Linked DNA regions of Sus scrofa: region 1 is linked to region 2. A link is a contact called in public HiChIP or PLAC-seq data. All regions are on one chromosome and are shown on one strand. The core of a region is the stretch at or near the end of the contact, and the rest is flanking DNA. Distances in the headings are between cores, read along the strand shown.

The links. HiChIP or PLAC-seq counts read pairs in DNA pulled down with a chosen protein or histone mark.
Region 1: a contact with region 2 is called in an H3K27ac HiChIP or PLAC-seq map of skeletal muscle, with 9 times the contacts expected there. The contact joins two enhancer-like sites. A contact is called at or near these places in 2 of 2 datasets of contacts at active chromatin or transcription factors (alveolar macrophages and skeletal muscle).

The regions. Positions count from the first base shown.
Region 1 is chr5:77,984,183-77,988,965 of Sscrofa11.1, forward strand. The region is part of intron 17 of RPAP3 (RNA polymerase II-associated protein 3); the gene reads right to left. Among named protein-coding and RNA genes, the nearest start is that of RPAP3, 80 kb to the right of the region's middle. Within about 2 kb of position 1,834, at least 12 of the 83 cell types and tissues checked have an H3K27ac peak or open chromatin away from gene starts, as enhancers often do. A contact at or near this core is called in skeletal muscle, where this site is marked.
Region 2 is chr5:77,582,835-77,587,402 of Sscrofa11.1, forward strand. No RefSeq gene overlaps it. Among named protein-coding and RNA genes, the nearest start is that of AMIGO2, 61 kb to the right of the region's middle. Within about 2 kb of position 2,512, at least 17 of the 83 cell types and tissues checked have an H3K27ac peak or open chromatin away from gene starts, as enhancers often do. A contact at or near this core is called in skeletal muscle, where this site is marked.

The DNA.
Region 1 (4,783 bases), core at 584-3,083, 400 kb after region 2:
TCCCTGGGTCTTCCCATCTTCTCTCTGTATGTGCCTGTGTCCACATTTCCTCTTCTTTTGATGGCACCAGTCCTATTGGACTAGGGCCCCTCCTACTGACTTTATTTTAACTTAATCATTTCTCTAAAGACCCGGTCTCTAAATGTGGTCACTTTTCCACATACAGTATTATTTGGGGTTATGACGTCAATGAATATATTTTGGGGGAAGACACAATTCAACCAATAACAGATATATATATTCCCCATTTTATGGCTAAGGAAACAGGTCCAGAAATATTGCTACTTGTCCAAAATCTCCAATTAGTAGTAGCAGAGCCAAGACAAACCCAGATCTGATGAATTCCAAAGTCCAGAGGTTAACCATGATACTAGACTACTGCTTTTAATAAAGGTCACAAATCCTTTCCCACCAGTGTCCACACTCAATTTCAGTTCCCACACCCCCAGGGGCTTTATGACATTATACCAACTACTCCTCCCCCAAGAGCTTCCAGTTACCCCGACTCTGCCCTCCCCAAGGTCCAGCTGAATGTTCTAATGCAAGCTTTCCTCCCAAGAGGGTCCCTGAGTGTTTCCCTCCATTCACGTCCTCCACCACCCCTGCTTCCATTGCTACCACCTCCACCTTCCAAGCACTCACCAGGGAGACACCCCTGGCCTTCTCCGAATTGCATTTATGCTAAATTTCACAAAGGCACTCTGGGCCTCCAAAGTCTCAACCCACTAGCCAATAAATCAAGTCAATACAATGAATGCAGGAGAGCATATAAGAGGCCTCTGAAATAATGTGTATTTCACTGCATGCCTGTCTCTCTCTCTCCACTTACTTCCTTCATGAGTCTTTCCTGATCCCTCACCTACCTCTTCCCATAGAACACCTTGCCCCTCCTTTATGCCCCACAGGCCCCAGGTAGACTTTTTTTTTTCTTTATTTTTATTTTTGCCACACCCATGGCATGTGGAAGTTCCCGGGCCAGGGATGGAACGTGCACCACAGAAGTGACTTGAGCCACTGCCGTGACAATGCTGGACACTTAACCCACTGAGCCACAGGGTAACTCCCCAGACAGACTTTTTTTTCCTGGCTTTTGTCTTTTTAGGGCCACACCCGAGGCACATGGAGGTTCCCAGGCTAGGGGTCTAATTGGAGCTCTTGCTGCTGGCCTACACCAGAGCCATAGCAACGACAGATCTGACTGACGTCTGTGACCTACACCACAGCTCACAGCAACGCCGGATCCTTAACCCACTGAGCAAGGCCAGGGATCAAACCTCATGGTTCCTAGTCGGATTCGTTTCTGCTGCACCACAACGGAAACTCCCCCAGATAGACTTTTATCAGACAGCGGCAGTATCTTATTGTGCGTATTTATTTCCTTACCTGCACTTCCACCAGACTGAGGTTAAAGCTGAGTCTTACTCAGCTCTGAATCTCTGGTGTTTAGCATCTTTTCAGTATTTATTGGTGAGTATTCAATTCGTGCTTGATGAATGAATGAATGAATGAATTTTCTATCCTTCAAGAACTTTCCCCACCTAGCCAAATGATGCATAACATCATAATATTAGATATTATAATATGGGCTTTGGATTTAGAATCTTTGCTTTACTAAAGGATGAAGGCTCTTTGGTTGTTTAAGCCTCAGGGGGACTGATTTCCTTCAGGGGAGGTAAGGATGTTGAGAGATGATTGCTTAAGGTGCCCAACAGGGGATGAAGCCAGGGCAAGACACAGAAAGACAGATAAAAAGACCGGAGGAGCCCATCCTCTTTAACAGCCTTTCTGAGGAGCAGCTCTGGTTGCCATAGCAACAGCAGAAATTTGTGTTCCTTCCTTCCAGCTTCCTACCTGCCTGTGAGGAGCACCTGAAAGCCACAACCTCTTAACCCAGCGGGGCATTCTCCCGGCATCTCTTGAGAGCCGGACTTGGGGTAAGACTCACGGAGATGGCAGCCTGGGCTGAACCAGCTTGAAGAAAAGAAGCTGAGGGGGGCGGGGGCAGGACCACACTGCTGCCAGGAGGTGAAGGCTCACGCGTGTGCACAAGTGACACAGAAATGAAGGAGTAAGCTGCCACAGTCGGCAAATAATGGCAGCTGGGGCAACAGTTCTCAGTGCTGACTACCTAGAGATCCTCTTACTTAATTGATTTTACAGGACCTCCTGACTGCAAAATTGGGAGCCTCGAACAATAAAGGCAATTTTCAAAGGACAGCTGCTTGCTCAAATGGACGCCCCACACAGCATTGTTTACTGGAGCTTCTGATGACTTATTCTTCTCAACAGAGCCAGAAACTATTTTTCTAAACAAGAAATGGGAAGAATGCCAGCTCTATGAATAGGAGATCGTGCAGGAGGGTGTCGCTCCAGTGTGTAATTAGTAGTCTTCCTAATCAAATCAGCAGCTTTATTGTAAGATTTGCCCATTTCTGCAACAGAAATATGATTTGAAATGCTAACAAAACAGGATCATCCTTTTTTTCTTTCTTTTTTGGCTGCATCCAACACACATGGAAGTTCCCAGGCCATGGACTGACTCCAAGCCAGAGCTGCGACCCATGGCCACAGCTGTGGCCACATCAAGTCCTTAACCCACTTCACTATAGTGGGAACTGTTCTTAAAAGCAGAATTTGGAATGAAATTACAAATATTCTTTGAGAAGTGTAACCACAAAACGGGATTATCTTTCTAAGTTCTTTCTGCTCATTCGAAGTCTTGACCGTAACTCAAATCCATAGTATTTTTAAATTAAATTTATTTTTTATTAGGGTAGAGTTGATTTACAGTGTTGAGTCAACTTCTGCCGTATAGTATAGTGACTGAGTCATAACAGCATTTTTTTTTTTTTTTTTGCAAGGCATGAGGAAAGGGGAGAACTAGGGGTAATCATAAATTCTATTTGATACATTTATTAAGCAATTTCACTTATTTATCGCTGTGTAACAACCAAAAATGAAGATATAATCATTGTGAATTCAGAAAAAAAAAAAAAAAAAAGCTGCAGCAACAACATTGGGGCTTCTAAAGGTTTTCTTTTACAGAGAATTATCTTTTCTATCAACACCAAGGGGAAAATTTATCCAAACAATTCCTAGAGTTGATCACAGTTCATTGAGGAACAAAACAGCAGAAACATGCAATTTCATGGCAACTCCCACCAAGTGCAGCCTCTCATTACCAGCAACAAGCCAAATAATTTACTTAGCAACCCTGCTGCTGGCATTTAGCCCTTGTCATTCTCACATCTGGTGTTCCAAGTATGATGCATTTAATAAACATGTTTATAAGCTGGTAATTTATTTCTGGCACTCCTTTTGCTTCTTTTTACACCAAACTTCATTCATGGGGAGGAAACATGTTAAATGTCTCATTGTTCAGTGACCTTTCTTACTATAGAGTTATGAGATTTTGCAAAGCCTGCTAACGAGCATGGTGTTAGAAATCAAGCATCTATAAGCCACAGGCCAACAGTTGACACAACCCTTAGAGGTGAGGCATCAAGTCAAGGTGGGTGGGAGGGAGAAGCACCTCAGAACATTCCCCAAAGGCTGCCCAGAGTCAAAACAATATCAGGAAATCACGCTGATGTTTCTCACTACCTCTAGGTGACCTTGGGTAGTGTTTCATTTTACAGCCACATATTAAGATAGAAAATCAAATAGCGCTAATGTGATTTGGTTTATGAAATTTTTATGTAAAAAGCAGGCAGATGGAGATACCAGATAGTTACAGAACAACCAAAGATGGTTTCTTATGTCTCCCAAAACAGAGACTGATTTTGCAAAATCTAAACGGACCTTCTTTGCATAAGAATGTAATCTACTCATCCTTGAAGTTGTTGTTGACTCCCTGAAGGGCTAGAATGCACCAGAGATTACTTTCTCAGAGGACAGAGGACCCGCTCCCAAGCGGAAGGCCACATAGGTGGATTCAGTAGTCTGGTACTGTAGACAACTCCTAGCCTGGATTAAGAAGCAGCCTGCTTCCACTCCTAGCTCTGCCTCCAACAACCTCTGTCCTATAACCTGAATCTTTCAGTCTCTCTATTCGCTATTGCCACGTGGCAAACCGCACCCCCAAACTTAGCAGCTGATAACAGCAAAAACTCATGATTTCCTGCAAATCTCTGCTGATCTTAGATAGGGTCCACTGAGCTCAGCTGGGCTGTAAATGTCTGTCTGGGGTCTGTCGGCAGGTCACTTGGGGGCTAGTGGTTCTAGGCTGGCTTCGGCTGTGCCAAGTTGGTTCTGATTCATGCAGCTGATCTTGTTCTTCAGCTGAGGAGCCCAGGAATGTTCTCACAGTGGGGACGCTGGGCAGGGGGAGGATGGGGATGGGGGGGAGAGAGGAGGTAGGAGAAAGATTGAGGAAGGTAGGAAGGGGAGGAAAGAGAGAGAGAGAACATGGGGTCTTGAACTGGCCCTCTGGTACTTCTCTTGGCTTGCCCTTTCCACAGCTGTCTTGAGTACTGACATGGCCTCTGTGTGGACTTCATAAACCAGAAAATGTCATAAGCAGATAAAACAAATTAACACATCCACCGACATGACCTGAGGGCTACCCTTTGTAAGACACACAGATTTATAAACTCACTAGAGGTGAAGCCGGTAATGACAGGAAGGGCAGGGACTTTCATGGGACGTATTTTATGTATTGATGTCCTTTGCCTTGTTCCACAAGATTTGAGGTAGCTTGCTACCAGAAGGGCTATGTAAAAATACCAGCAAGCCATAAACAAGAACAAAGAATCAGGACTGGAAAAACAGAATTGGCAGGAGA
Region 2 (4,568 bases), core at 1,262-3,761:
CCGGAAACTTCCACATGTCGCAGGAGCAGCCTAAAAAGTAAAAAAAAAAAAAGGAATTCCTATTGTGGCTCAGTGGTAACAAATCCAACTAGTATCCATGAGAACGTGGGTTTGATCCCTGGAGCCACTCAGTGAGTTAAGGATCTGGTGTTGCCATGAGCAGGGGTGTAGGTCACAGATGCCACTCAGATCCCATGTGGCTGTGGCTGTGGCATAAGCCAGCAGCTGTAGCTTCAATTCAACCCCTGGCTTGGGAACTTCCATATGCCACAGTGCAGCCCTAAAAAGACAAAACAAACAAACAAAACACAGACATTTATTGTGTGCCCTCTATGGCAATGACCTAGGCAATTAGGGATATAGCAGTGAATAAAACAGATAATATAATCACAGTACATATGGGTTACGGGTAGGCACAGATCATAAATAAACAGGTGAACAAATTATGGTTTCTGTGAATAAAAATGAAGCATGATTTGGAGTTCCCTTATGGCACATTGGGTTAAGGATCCAGCATTTTCACTGAAGCAGCTCAGGTTGCTGCTGTGGCACAAGTTTGATCCCCGGCGTGGGAACTTTCACAAGCACCCGAAAAAAATAAAAATGAAGCATGACAAGGGATTTTGCAGTGATGGAAAATGGTCGAGGATGTGGAAGATATGGAAATGGTAGCAACAATGGTTTCTCTGAGAAGTTGTTTTTTAATTTGAGAATTCAATGAAGGGAGGGGATGAGACGTGTGAAAATCTGGGGGAAAGGTTCCAGACAGAACAAATGGCAGTTGCAAAGACCCTAGGATGAAAACAGACTTGGTAAGGTTAGAGAACAGAAAGAGGGCTGATGAGGCTGTATCCAAATCAGCAGGAAGAAGATGAAAAAAAAAAAATAGAACTACAAGATGACCCAGCAATCCCACTCCTGGGCATCTTTCCAGAGGAAACCAAAATTTGAAAAGATACCCGCACCCCTCAATGTTCACTGCAGCACTATTTACCATAACAAGACATGGAAGCAACCTAAATGTCCATTGCCACAAGAATGGATAAAGAAGATGTGGTACATGTATACAACAGAATATAATTCAGCCATAAGAAGACTGAAATAATGCCATTTGCAGCAACATGCATTGATGTAGAGATTCTCATACTAAGTGAAGCAAGTCAGACAGAGAAAGCAAATATCATATGATATAACTTACATGTGTAATTTAAAAATGATACAAGGAGTTCCCATCGTGGCTCAGTGGTTAACAAATCCAACTAGGAACCATTAGGTTGGTGGTTTGATCCCTGGCCTTGCTCAGTGAGTTAAGGTTACAGCGTTGCCTTGAGCTGTGATGTAGGTGGCAGATGTGCCTCGGATCTAGCATTGCTGTGGCTGTGGTGTAGGCCAGTGGCTACAGCTCTGATTAGACCCCTAGCCTGGGAACCTTGTGCCATGGGTGTGGCCCTATAAAGACAAAAGACAAAATAAAATAAAATAAAATAAAAAAAATGATACAAGTGCACTTATTTACAGAACAGAAAGACACACAGACTTTGAAAACAAGTGTATGGTACCAAGGGGGAAGGGTGGAAGGGGAGGGATGGATTGGGGGTTTGGGAATAATTGTTATCTATTATTTGTTTTATATTAACATCCCCACTAGCCACGTAGGAGGGCATTTAACGCTTTCCTCCGGCTCTAGCGCTCATAAAGCCCACATGCATATGGGGTTTAACTACATAGACATGAATGATCTTTCCCAGAGAATGTAAATAGAAGTGACAAGAGTATTTCTATATTTTTGCCATGGGTAATGATGGAGCTTTCAATGGTGGGAGACCAAAATCAAAATAGCCTTTGAAATTGTCAATATTCCCAAATGGCTGAAATGTCCTATGTTATTTCCAATTATTTTCTCTTGCACTCCCACATTCAATCCTGCTTTAATTTCTTTTGCCACCTATGTCACCTAAGTCCTCAGGGTTTTGATATCCATTCCCCAGGACAGCTCCTTCTCATCTCTGATAGGTGGCAGTGATAGGCCTACATGGCAGGCAACTGGGCAGGTTTCCTAGAAATGAGTTTGAACTTGTCAGGCATACGCTGAAGTCATCGTTATAGATTGCTTTAATAGGCATATTGGATCCCCAGTTTCTCTTAAATCAGAATTAATCTTTTTCCTTGAGTAAATTTTATTTCCTTTTTCCATGAGTAAATTCCTTGATCATTGGATGGGTTTATTGTCCATACCTCTGTTCAAAAAGCTTTGATCATTAGTCCTCACTGCTTTCGGAGTCCAAGTCTTACCGATTCGTGGTTGCAAAGACCTATGGTACCTTAACCCCTATTCCTTATGTGAACTTTCTATCAGGTCCAACTGGTACACGGATGTCTTGCTGACTGGGTTCTGTTCTCCCCTCCTCTGCACATTTCTGCATCTCATTTCCTCTGCCTCACATGCTCTCCTAGCACAGGCTGCCCAGATCCCATCTAACAGCACTTTCTAGTTCACCTCCTACCTTTTCTGAAAAGGCTTTCCTGCCCACTGCAAGCAAAGGCTCGGTACAAGGGGACTTTATTCTTGTCCCAGCAACTTGCACAGGGTAACTGTTTAAAAATCCTTGTTGGTCTAAATGTCTTTGTGTAAAGTTAAAAATGGGAAAAGGAAAGACAGATTTAAATGACCTTGAAAGGCCCCTTCTGACTTGTGACGCCCTGTTTCTATGAAATTGAAAGTGGATCAAAACACGTCGTACAGAGAGCTCTCAGAGGGGAACAATATGCCCTTTAAGGCAGCTGCTGCATTTCCCACATTTCTTTCATTGTCCAGAAGAAGCCTTGACAAGCCCACTAGATGACTGGGAATTCTTCCAGGCCTCCTGAGCCCATTGTTTGCCATGTTCTAATTGGCATCCTACAGTCATTGGACCCAAGGGAGACAGTCTGAAAACTCCTTGGAAGGGATGGAAATTTCCAGTTGTAGAGAAGAACACTAATCATTCAGAGACATCTCCCTTCTGTTGATATCTCAGCAGAAGGTGAACAGGAATGTAAATATCTGTTGAAATTTTCTAAATATAGACAAGTTACCTTTCTTAAATATAGCTGAAGGCAGTTGTATAGAGATGAAAATTAATGTTTAATGAATCATTTTTGGATGATCTTTATCCAAAAATGAAGCCCTGAAGAATTTGCTCTCTTGACTTAAACTGGAATATTATACTCTTTTTTGATTCTCCTTTCCATAGATTATTTCCATGTGTGAGAGGTCAACGCCTTGTGGGACAGTGACATGGAGACGTGTCCGTGTTGGCAGTACTGTGAGGCACGAAGGCTGAGTGATTCCAGGGATATCAGAATCCCTGTTGCTTCCAAATATAACCTCTTCTCGTTCTCATTCAGCCTGAAATTTCTATTTTTGAAATCATATTTGTGGAAGAGCATACACATACCCAAGTGAAATGCAACATTTTTAAAAGATGTGGAGGCACAAAAGGTCTACCAAGTCACCCTGAAAAGGAAGAAGAAAGTAAAATTTTTAAATCCTGTTTGAAGATTTCATTTAGTGTGTCCCCATGCAAAAACCAAAATCTTCTGCTTTTTTTTTTTTTTTTTTTTTTTTTTTTAGCTTTTTAGGGCCACACTTGTGGCATATGGAAACAGAATCAGAGCTGCAGCTGCCTGTCAACAGCACAGCCACAGCAACACCAGATCCGAGCCGTGACTGTGACCTACACCACAGCTCATGGTAACGCTGGATCCTCAACCCCCGAGCAAGGCCAGGGATCAAACCTGCAACCTCATCGTTCCTAGTCGGATTATTTCCACTGCGCCACGACAGGAACTCCAACTCTGGATTCTTAACCCACTGACCAAGGCCAGGGATCAAACCTGCATCCTCATGGATACTAGTCCGGTCCATAACCCTCTGAGTCATAACAGGAACTCCCTATGCCAAATTCTTAAAAGCCAAGACAGGTGTCCACATTTCAACTTGCTGGGGGCTCTATCAAGAGCTATCATTTTCTGAGCAATTCAGCCTTCGTGGAATTTCTCCACTCTCTCCTCTTCACTCCCAGACCCGACATCTTTGGCCAGAGGTGCAACAGCTTGATGTGGGATCTCAGTTCCCAGACCAGGACTTGAACCCAATCTGCAGCAAGTGAAAGCGCTGAATCCTAACCACTAGACCACCAGGGAACTCCCTGGTGCTTGATGTCTTTGTTCAGCCCAGCATTTCTCTTGTCAGAATTTTAAAAACAACTTTTCATTCTCCTGGACTTGACTTTGTCTCCAGTTCCATCCAGAGCTAAACCAGAGAGCCTGCTCTGCTTAACGACCCTCAAAGCTCTGTGTGGTTGCAATAGGAAGTCTCTGCTCCTTTGGGTGGCCTTGTGTTCCGGTCTTTGCACACCCCCTGCTCTTTTCCCTGGCGCACTGTCCTCCAACCACGCCTTCATCTTCCTCGTCCTTGAACCACTCCGAAACACTCAAGCATTGTGCAAACCGTTGTTGTGCCTTTTCACACACTCCCTGGATGCCCTTCCCCCTTCTCTGCCTGGCCAAAGCATCCTAATTTTTCC